Regions from separate parts of the Gossypium hirsutum genome. Here region 1 is linked to region 2. The links are chromatin contacts, called in public Hi-C maps. All regions are on one chromosome and are shown on one strand. The core of a region is the stretch at or near the end of the contact, and the rest is flanking DNA. Distances in the headings are between cores, read along the strand shown.

The links. A called contact is a pair of places that touch in the nucleus more often than the background predicts.
Region 1: a Hi-C map of leaf shows a contact between it and region 2, with 2.9 times the contacts expected there. The contact joins the enhancer-like site here to the promoter of LOC107903558 in region 2. A contact is called at or near these places in 5 of 34 Hi-C or Micro-C datasets (leaf, petal and seedling).

Annotation. Positions count from the first base shown.
Region 1 is chrD02:452,245-456,130 of Gossypium_hirsutum_v2.1, forward strand. It overlaps LOC107903529 (regulatory-associated protein of TOR 1), which reads left to right. Exons shown (of 23, transcript XM_041087917.1): 22 at 531-615; 23 at 757-1,568. The coding sequence ends at 1,095. It overlaps LOC107903521 (TOM1-like protein 6), which reads right to left. Exons shown (of 9, transcript XM_016829594.2): 8 at 3,875-3,886; 9 at 2,187-3,351. The coding sequence ends at 2,343. Among protein-coding and RNA genes, the nearest start is that of LOC107903521, 5.4 kb to the right of the region's middle. Within about 2 kb of position 2,532, at least 1 of the 9 cell types and tissues checked has an H3K27ac peak or open chromatin away from gene starts, as enhancers often do. A contact at or near this core is called in leaf, where this site is marked.
Region 2 is chrD02:398,966-403,043 of Gossypium_hirsutum_v2.1, forward strand. It overlaps LOC107903558 (WEB family protein At2g38370), which reads right to left and starts at 1,650. Exons shown (of 2, transcript XM_016829642.2): 1 at 1,088-1,650; 2 at 1-219. The coding sequence starts at 1,276.

The DNA of each region.
Region 1 (3,886 bases), core at 1,282-3,781, 54 kb after region 2:
TTTTCTTTGGAGGACTCGACCACGTTTTTATAGTGCTTAACATACACCTCTATTTATTATTCAATCCCATCTCTTTATTTTCAGAAGAAAATGCTATCTCGTGTTGGGTAAAAGTACCATGGAGGCTTTTATATTAAGAGTTGGATTGTATTTTGCCTTTACTAAAAAATAGGCAAATTAGTCATTGAACGTTAGATGAGTAAACTGGTCCTTCTGTTAAAAATTTCATCCATCTCTACTGTTAAAATTCGGTTTGTGTACGTTAGAATGAGGTACACATGGCATATCACGTGTAACTATCTGGTTATTTTATCAACAATGCCAATTGTTAACAGTAGAAATGGATTAAATTCTAACAGAAATTATTAGTTTGCTCTTTGATTTAATATATAAGGATTAATTTTCCTATTTTTTTAGTAAAGGGGGCAAAATGCAATTTGACTCATAATATAGGTATCCTCATGATACTTTTACCTCTCATGCTATCCGTATTTATCTATCTGACCCGCATTTGTTCTTTTAATGTTTAGGCTGGTTCGCACAACCAGGCCGCATACTCAACAAGTAGCAAGAGTTGTGGGTATTGGCTTTCAACCCGGACTTGATCAAGGAAAGGTAAGGCAACTCACATTTCTTATGTCTGGTAAAAAAACGTGCATCGATGTTGTCAACATCCTTGTTCCTTGTTGAACATCTCATTCGAGATTTTGATCTAGGAAACACAAAACATTGATGAACTTTCATGTTATTTTTCAGATTGTTAGTGCATCCCAGGCTGGTGATATTCAGTTCCTCGATATTAGAAGTCAAAGAGATACAGACCTTACAATTGATGCTCACCGAGGATCACTTACAGCTTTAGCTGTTCATAGACATGCCCCGATAATCGCCAGTGGTTCAGCAAAACAGCTAATCAAAGTTTTCAGTCTAAAAGGTGAACAACTCGGCACCATTAGATACCAACATACCTTCATGGCCCAGAAGATTGGTTCCGTAAGTTGCCTTACCTTCCATCCCTACCAAGTGTTACTCGCTGCCGGTGCCGCCGATGCCTGCGTTTCAATCTATGCTGATGACAACTCTCATACAAGATAAACGTATAAATCCTTCCACAGTATCACAAAACCCGGAGGCAGATCATGGTGAATGAAACCGTCTTAGGCACAAATTTCATGGAAGGTCAGTGATCCAAGTTAATAGTTGCAAAAATTTATTCGAGTTCGGATCATTGTTCGAGTGTTTCGGGATATGCTGCTGCCAGGCTTACAATTCCACTATGGGTGTTATTGGAAATTCAGGGGTATAAACAGAGATATATATATTGATTTCATTAGCCTCCGGTCACACGTTTATCTTTGCATAAACATATACGGGGGGTTTGTGGGGGTGGCTTTGGCAAATAATATGTTATATATATAGGTGATGATGCATTGTAAATATTTTCCTTTGTTTTTTTTTTTTTTGGTTCCCATTATTTCATGGTTTTCAATGTGTTGAAATTGTAAAGGCTGCAACATTTGCCATTGTCATAAATTTTACGTATTGCAATCAGATTGGTTTATGGTCAAGCCCCAAGTTGTTGCCACTCTAAAGCTATATTTTTGGAATCAGATCAATGGTAAAACCGATTAAGTTCCGATTTTGATTAAATAAATTCTTAAAAATTTTATAAAATCGAACCTAGTTCAATCGGTTCAATCAATTTGGATTTTTTTTCAGTAATTTTGCAGAACTTCCTATTAATTGTTGCCACAAATGGGATTGGACATTTAGGGTGTTTTTTGGATTATTTTGAGAGGAGATCAAATATTTGTATTTTTTAAATTATTTTAATTCCATTTTATAGATTTGTAAATTAAATTAAATACTATTATCCATTTGAATTTTTTCTTTTAAATATAAAAAAATATTCAGATGCGCAAAAAATTGAAATTTAAATCCACTAAACATCCACTCTGAATGCATATAAATCATTTGCTAATCCCAACAGTCCTAGCAAAATATTTACAGTTCTAACTTCATACAATAATTCACAAATCATAAATGGTAATTTCAGTAAGAACCAAAACTATTGCATTGTAATTATTAATTTTGAAGGTGAGAATGGCAATGGTAATGGCAGAGGCTATAAATAAACATATTTAAAAGGCACCAAAAAACTATATACTAATATAACAACAACAATATTGAATCACAAATCAAATCTAAAAAGACAAATTCCACAGCAAATCAATCTAAAAAGAAAAACAAATCCATGTCTTAGATACTTTGATTTACACCAAAGATTCACAATGGACATATATATCCTTTTGCATAAACCTTAAAACTACAACACTCTTTTCTTACTTCCTTCCACCAACCATACTTTGTGTATTACTACCCGACAAGTTTGGTGATGTACTACTACGCCTTCCGTCGCCATTTCCGAGCACGTTCAGATCTTCGAACAATAGGTATGATGGGATAAAAGGCTTTTGTCCTGATGTGGGAGCAGGGTTCCTAGGACCGGTAATCGTCCAAGAATCACCTCCGTTCATTGGTGCTCCGCCGTTGGTTCCTCTTATGGGGAATGAGCGATTATGCTGCAAGGGTCTGGGCCCTGTAATGGAATTTGATGCAGTGGTGTTCACTTGGGGAGTGGAGATCATGTTATTTGTAGAAGAGCGGTGGTTTTGGCTGTTGAAATAACCGGGAGTTGCAGCCCATGGTGGAGGGGGATATGCGGATGTGTATTGAGGCCGGAAATATGGTTGGTATTGAGGTTGTCCGAATGACTGGTGCGGTGACTGGGACTGGGATGGTGATTGGGGTTGGAGTCGGATTTGAGACTGTGTATTTAACTGATGAGGCTGGGATCGTGCTTGGAACTGATGTTGAGCCTGAGATGGTGAATTCAACTGATTTTGAGCTTGCGGTTCAGTTTGGAACTGGGTTGGTTGTGGCTGGACTTGGGGCTGAGACGGTTTTTGAGGTTGAGCCCAAGGAACCACATAACTATTATACGGCAGCTGCGCCTGACTTGCAGGGTATGTTTGGGAAGCATAAGGATATCCTTGGCTGCTAGGAGGAACAGGTACCTGATGTTGAGATGCAGATGGTGGTGTGGGAGGGGCATGCGGAGAGGAAGCCGTTGTTGTGGACAAGGTAAGGCTTAAAAGATCAATCAAGTCCTGTTCTTTCGAAGTTTTAACTGGTGCAGGTGGATCAGGCAAAGCTAAAGCATTGCTCGGAATAGAGGTTGAGGCAGTTGGTGTATACCATGTCGTCACATTGGCATTACTGACTGGCGCAGTAGCTTCACTTGTTCCAGGAGAAGCGTTCTGAGGAGATGTGAACTGTGCTCTGGAATGCCTGCACTCGGAACAAAAGGTGAACCAGTCAAGAACTGAGCTAAACCTATCATATTTACACAAGGTTTGATTATAGACAAGCAAGGTAAAAGCACCATGGAGGCCCTTGAACTGTGAGTCGAATTCCATTTTGCCCCTCTATTAAAAAAAGGGGCAAATTAATCTGTATACGCTGGATCAAAGAGCAAACTGGTTCTTTTATTAAAAAATTTCATCCATTTTATTGTTAAAAACTGGTCCTTGTAATCTGGTTATTTTGTCAACCACATCAGTTTTTAGTAAAATTGGATGAATTTTTAATAAAAAAGACCAACTCTTTAATCTAAAATACAAAGACTAATTTGCCCATTTTTTGAGTAAAAGAAGCAAAATGCAATCCGACTCCTATTACAAGGGCCTTAATGGTACTTACCAAACTAGCAAAGGAATTTTCCTAACGACAAGCCATATACACAACATAAAATTAGTCATTTGTAGGACTGCAACAGGTGAAATAAGGTGAAGTAGAGGTTAGCATATGAAACCTTCTAGCTAGC
Region 2 (4,078 bases), core at 400-2,899:
ATGGCCACCACAACGATTCTCTTTCTCAGCATCCGTGTTCTTCACATCCACTTCGGATGCTTCTTTCTTCAGCTTTAATTTTAGTTCTTCGACGGTTAATTTCGTTGTTTCGAGTTCTTTCAGCACATCCAACGTTTCTCTTTCTTTAACAATGAGATCTTTCTCCAGTTTCGCCGCTTGTTCCTCCAATTTCGCAATGTCAACTTCTTCCCCATCATGCTGCGAAACATTCAATGAACATGAAAAAAGTTTAAAATCGAAACATCAATCAATTGAAACTAGAGGGCCTTCGAGACAACTCATATTATAAAAGCTGTTGCATTAACAAGAAGACTACAGCAACAAGCTTCAAAGTTACAGTAATAAAGAAGCCATGAGGAAACCTAGTAAACAATGATACATATGTATGTTTGCATGCATGTATATATGTATATATATATGTCTTTATAAGACAGCAAAATCCATATATATGTATCATTGCACTAACAAGAAGACTACAACAACAAACTTCGAAGTTACAGTAATAAGAAGTCATGATGAAACATGATACATACATATATATGTATGTACGAATGTATACATGTATATATACGTGTTTATAAGACAGCAAAATCCATCTATATGTATCATTGAACTAACAAGAAGGCTACAACAACAACTTCAAAGTTATAGTATAAAGAAGCCATAATGAAACCTAGTAAACAATGATACATACATACATTCAAACATACATACATAATGTATTTATGTATAAGACAGCAAAATCCATACAAAACAACCCTAAAAGATTTAATTTAACAATGAAAAGCTTAATTTTTTTTAGCTGCATTAAGCAAAATACAGTGGACTATTCGTTTCTAAACACTTATTATTCTGATTTTCCACCATTTATTTTACCTCAAAGCAAGAATTTAAGCAAAAATATGAAAAAAAAAACACAAATTTGACAGCCAGATAGTGCATTAAAATTTTCAAAGTTAAGAACTTTATGAACCCACATTGAAAATTTAAACAAAAAAAAAACATGAAACCCAGTAACATTTTCCTTAAAAAGAACCAAAAATAAAAACCAAGATTTTATTTTTACCTCAGTTTCAGACATGAGCTTAGGTTGAGAGGGTTTCCAATAACCGATTCCACCAAATCGAGAAGCAGCCTCTTTAACTGATTCAAACGGTGCCGAAGTATCGATCTCAGCTCTTACACCACCGCACAAACCACCGGTTTTGGTGGCTGAAACACCACCACCACCAATTTCACAGCTTTCCACTTCCATTACAAAAAATAAACAAAACCCAGAATCCTAAATAAAAAAGAACACTAAAACACCTTAAAATCTGCGAAGAACTTAATAATGTTTGGTTTTTGTGGGGGGTTTCGTTTTTTGCTACTGTATGGAAAATACAAAGCGACAGTGCTATAAAAGAGGGAACGGTAATGAACTATGAGACTGAAGAAGAAAAAGGGAAGATTTTGAGTTTTTTTCTTTTATTGACATAAATGTCCTCGATGTTTGGAGAAAATTGCGATGAGTTAGGTGGAGTTGTGAGGTAAAAAAAGCGGGGATTTTGGTTTTTGGTGGGTGCCCTTTATGGGGAATGGGAAATTTAAAGCGTGTGTGGGGGCAATATGGGGGGACACAGTGCTTTCAACGGCAATAAATCTTAACGGACTTTAAAAGGACAAGAACCTTATTTTTTGAGTGTTGGACGGTTGAGATTTTCTTTTTCTTTTTCTTTGCCTTTATTTTATTTTTAAAAATTGTCGTTAATTTCTTAAATTTGAGGGATAAAGTAAACTTGACAATTTTTTCATTTTGGTCCTTGATTGTTTTGTCTGCATTGGTCTTGAAACTCGACAGGTTTTTTCAATTTAGTCCCAAAACTTGAATTATATTAAGGTATAATAACGTGGCAATCTAAGATTGTGCCGCATCATCACTACACCTTAACAAAAATGTAAGTTTAGGGATCACATTAAGAATTTTTACCAAGTTTCGAGGCTAATATGGACCAAAAAAAATTTAAGGATCAAATTGAAAATTATTTTCAAGTTCAAGGATTGAATATTGCTTTATCCCAATATAGTAAAAGACTCAATTAAATTCAATTAAAAATATTTTTTAAAATTTAGGGATAAAACAATATTAAAATGGTTGAAATTATAAACCATAATTCCATACATTTAATACTATTAACAAAATGGTTTATAATTTCTTAATCCAATTTTTTTTGGTAAGAAAAAAATTATTAAACTAAAATGAACAAAAGTCCCAGAAACCTTATCTCATCCAAAAGTATCAAATAACTCCCTAAATACGTTTTCAATTATTTACATACCCTCCTTCTCGCCAGAAGACGGTTTAATAATAAAATCAGCGACTTGATTATTTTCTCTAAGCACGTGTTTTATTACCCAATAATTCTTACTCTGTAATAACTATTTAATTCATCGAAGTAAAGCTGAATTCGAAACCCAGAGTAACGTTATGATCTATTTTTAATTTAAACTAATTAGTTTAGAAAAAAATGATAGTTTAAAAGAGGACAAGAAACGCTCCTTAATGTATAATTAAAGGAAGAAATTATGGTAATTTAATAACTAGTTGGTCAACTTAAAGTTTCAAACACAATCAATGCTTTATGTTTATTTTCTTTTAGCTTTAGGAAAAGTAAAAAAAAAATTAAAATTGTATGAAATAAAGAATAAAAATTATTCATCGTATTTGTTTTTTAGTCCCTCCCCAACCTATAAATAGGAAGATAATAAATTTCAATACACTTAAATTCGCGTTATTCTGCACTGACAATAATACAGATATCAATCGAGTAAAACTCATTCAGCTAAAATGATTGATCTTCTTTTTATTCAAATTTATTGTGTTGAAATCAAAGAAGCTTTTTACTTTTAACTGTTGCATGCGTTGTGTTTTTTTTTTCTTTTACCAGCGTAAATTTAATTATTACTCGACCGTTACAATATATATTATTAAAGTGGAGTGTATGAAGATAGGGTAAAAAGTAGAAAATAATCGGTCCATCCAAATTGGACCCAACTTATGTGGTACCTTAAACTAAACATTAAAACGAATTCACAAGCTTGGGCTTGGCGAGTTGTGCTCATGCCCCACACATGGTTCTTCTTGATAAAGTGCTCATGTTCTATGAATGCGCCATCTCTTGAGGTAGCTAACAACATTTGAGCTCTCTATAGAGTTAGAGATAAAACCTCAATCGGGAACAATATCAACTCATTAAGGGGTTTGTTGATTTTAGAAGGCCAACTCTTTGGAAGAGTTGAGCTCTCTTCAACAAAAAAGAGCTAGACCAAGTGATACTAAGGTTTTTAAAACTGGACTAATAGTCGAATCAGTTAGACCACCAGTTTTCAATTCTATCAGTTCAATCGATCAATTTGGTTTTAATCAACTAAATTATCAAATATTCATAGAAATTTAAAAATATATTTAAAAAATAAAGACAACCGATTCAACCGGTACCAAGTGTTTCACTCAAAATCTAGTTAAAAGCTTTGTTCAGACTGATATGCTAGTCAATTATTGATCCAACCGGCCAATCCAGTCTGATTCCAACAACCTTAAGTGGTACCATGCTCAGCTCAATATGACCTATAAGTTATGGGTTGGGAGACTCAAACCCTCTCATAGGGAAATGCTCACATTTCATTTGCTAGATGAGTGTGCACCTTGCATGTCCCTTATCGACAAGGCGTTTGCTTTTTGTTGAGGGGAGACCGACTCCATTTGGAGAAGTCTACAAAATGTTGGCCATCCGGAGCCAACGAACCTCTCAATAGATCGGTATTGTCCTTTGTTTGAATTTTGTCTCTCGGACTCTTTAGAAAGCTTGAGTGCCAATAATGTCATAGATTCCTATTGTTGCCATTTAAGGGGTATAGGTTCAAACCCTATCAAGTGCAAATGCTCACGTTTCCTTAGTAGGTGGTTGGGCGCCACGTGCGGTTCAATCTAACGGGAAACTCCTACTTTGTTAAACCCTCCACCTCTTCAAGCACTCAAATTTTTCGTAAAATCAAGAGACAAACCCTAATCTAAAAC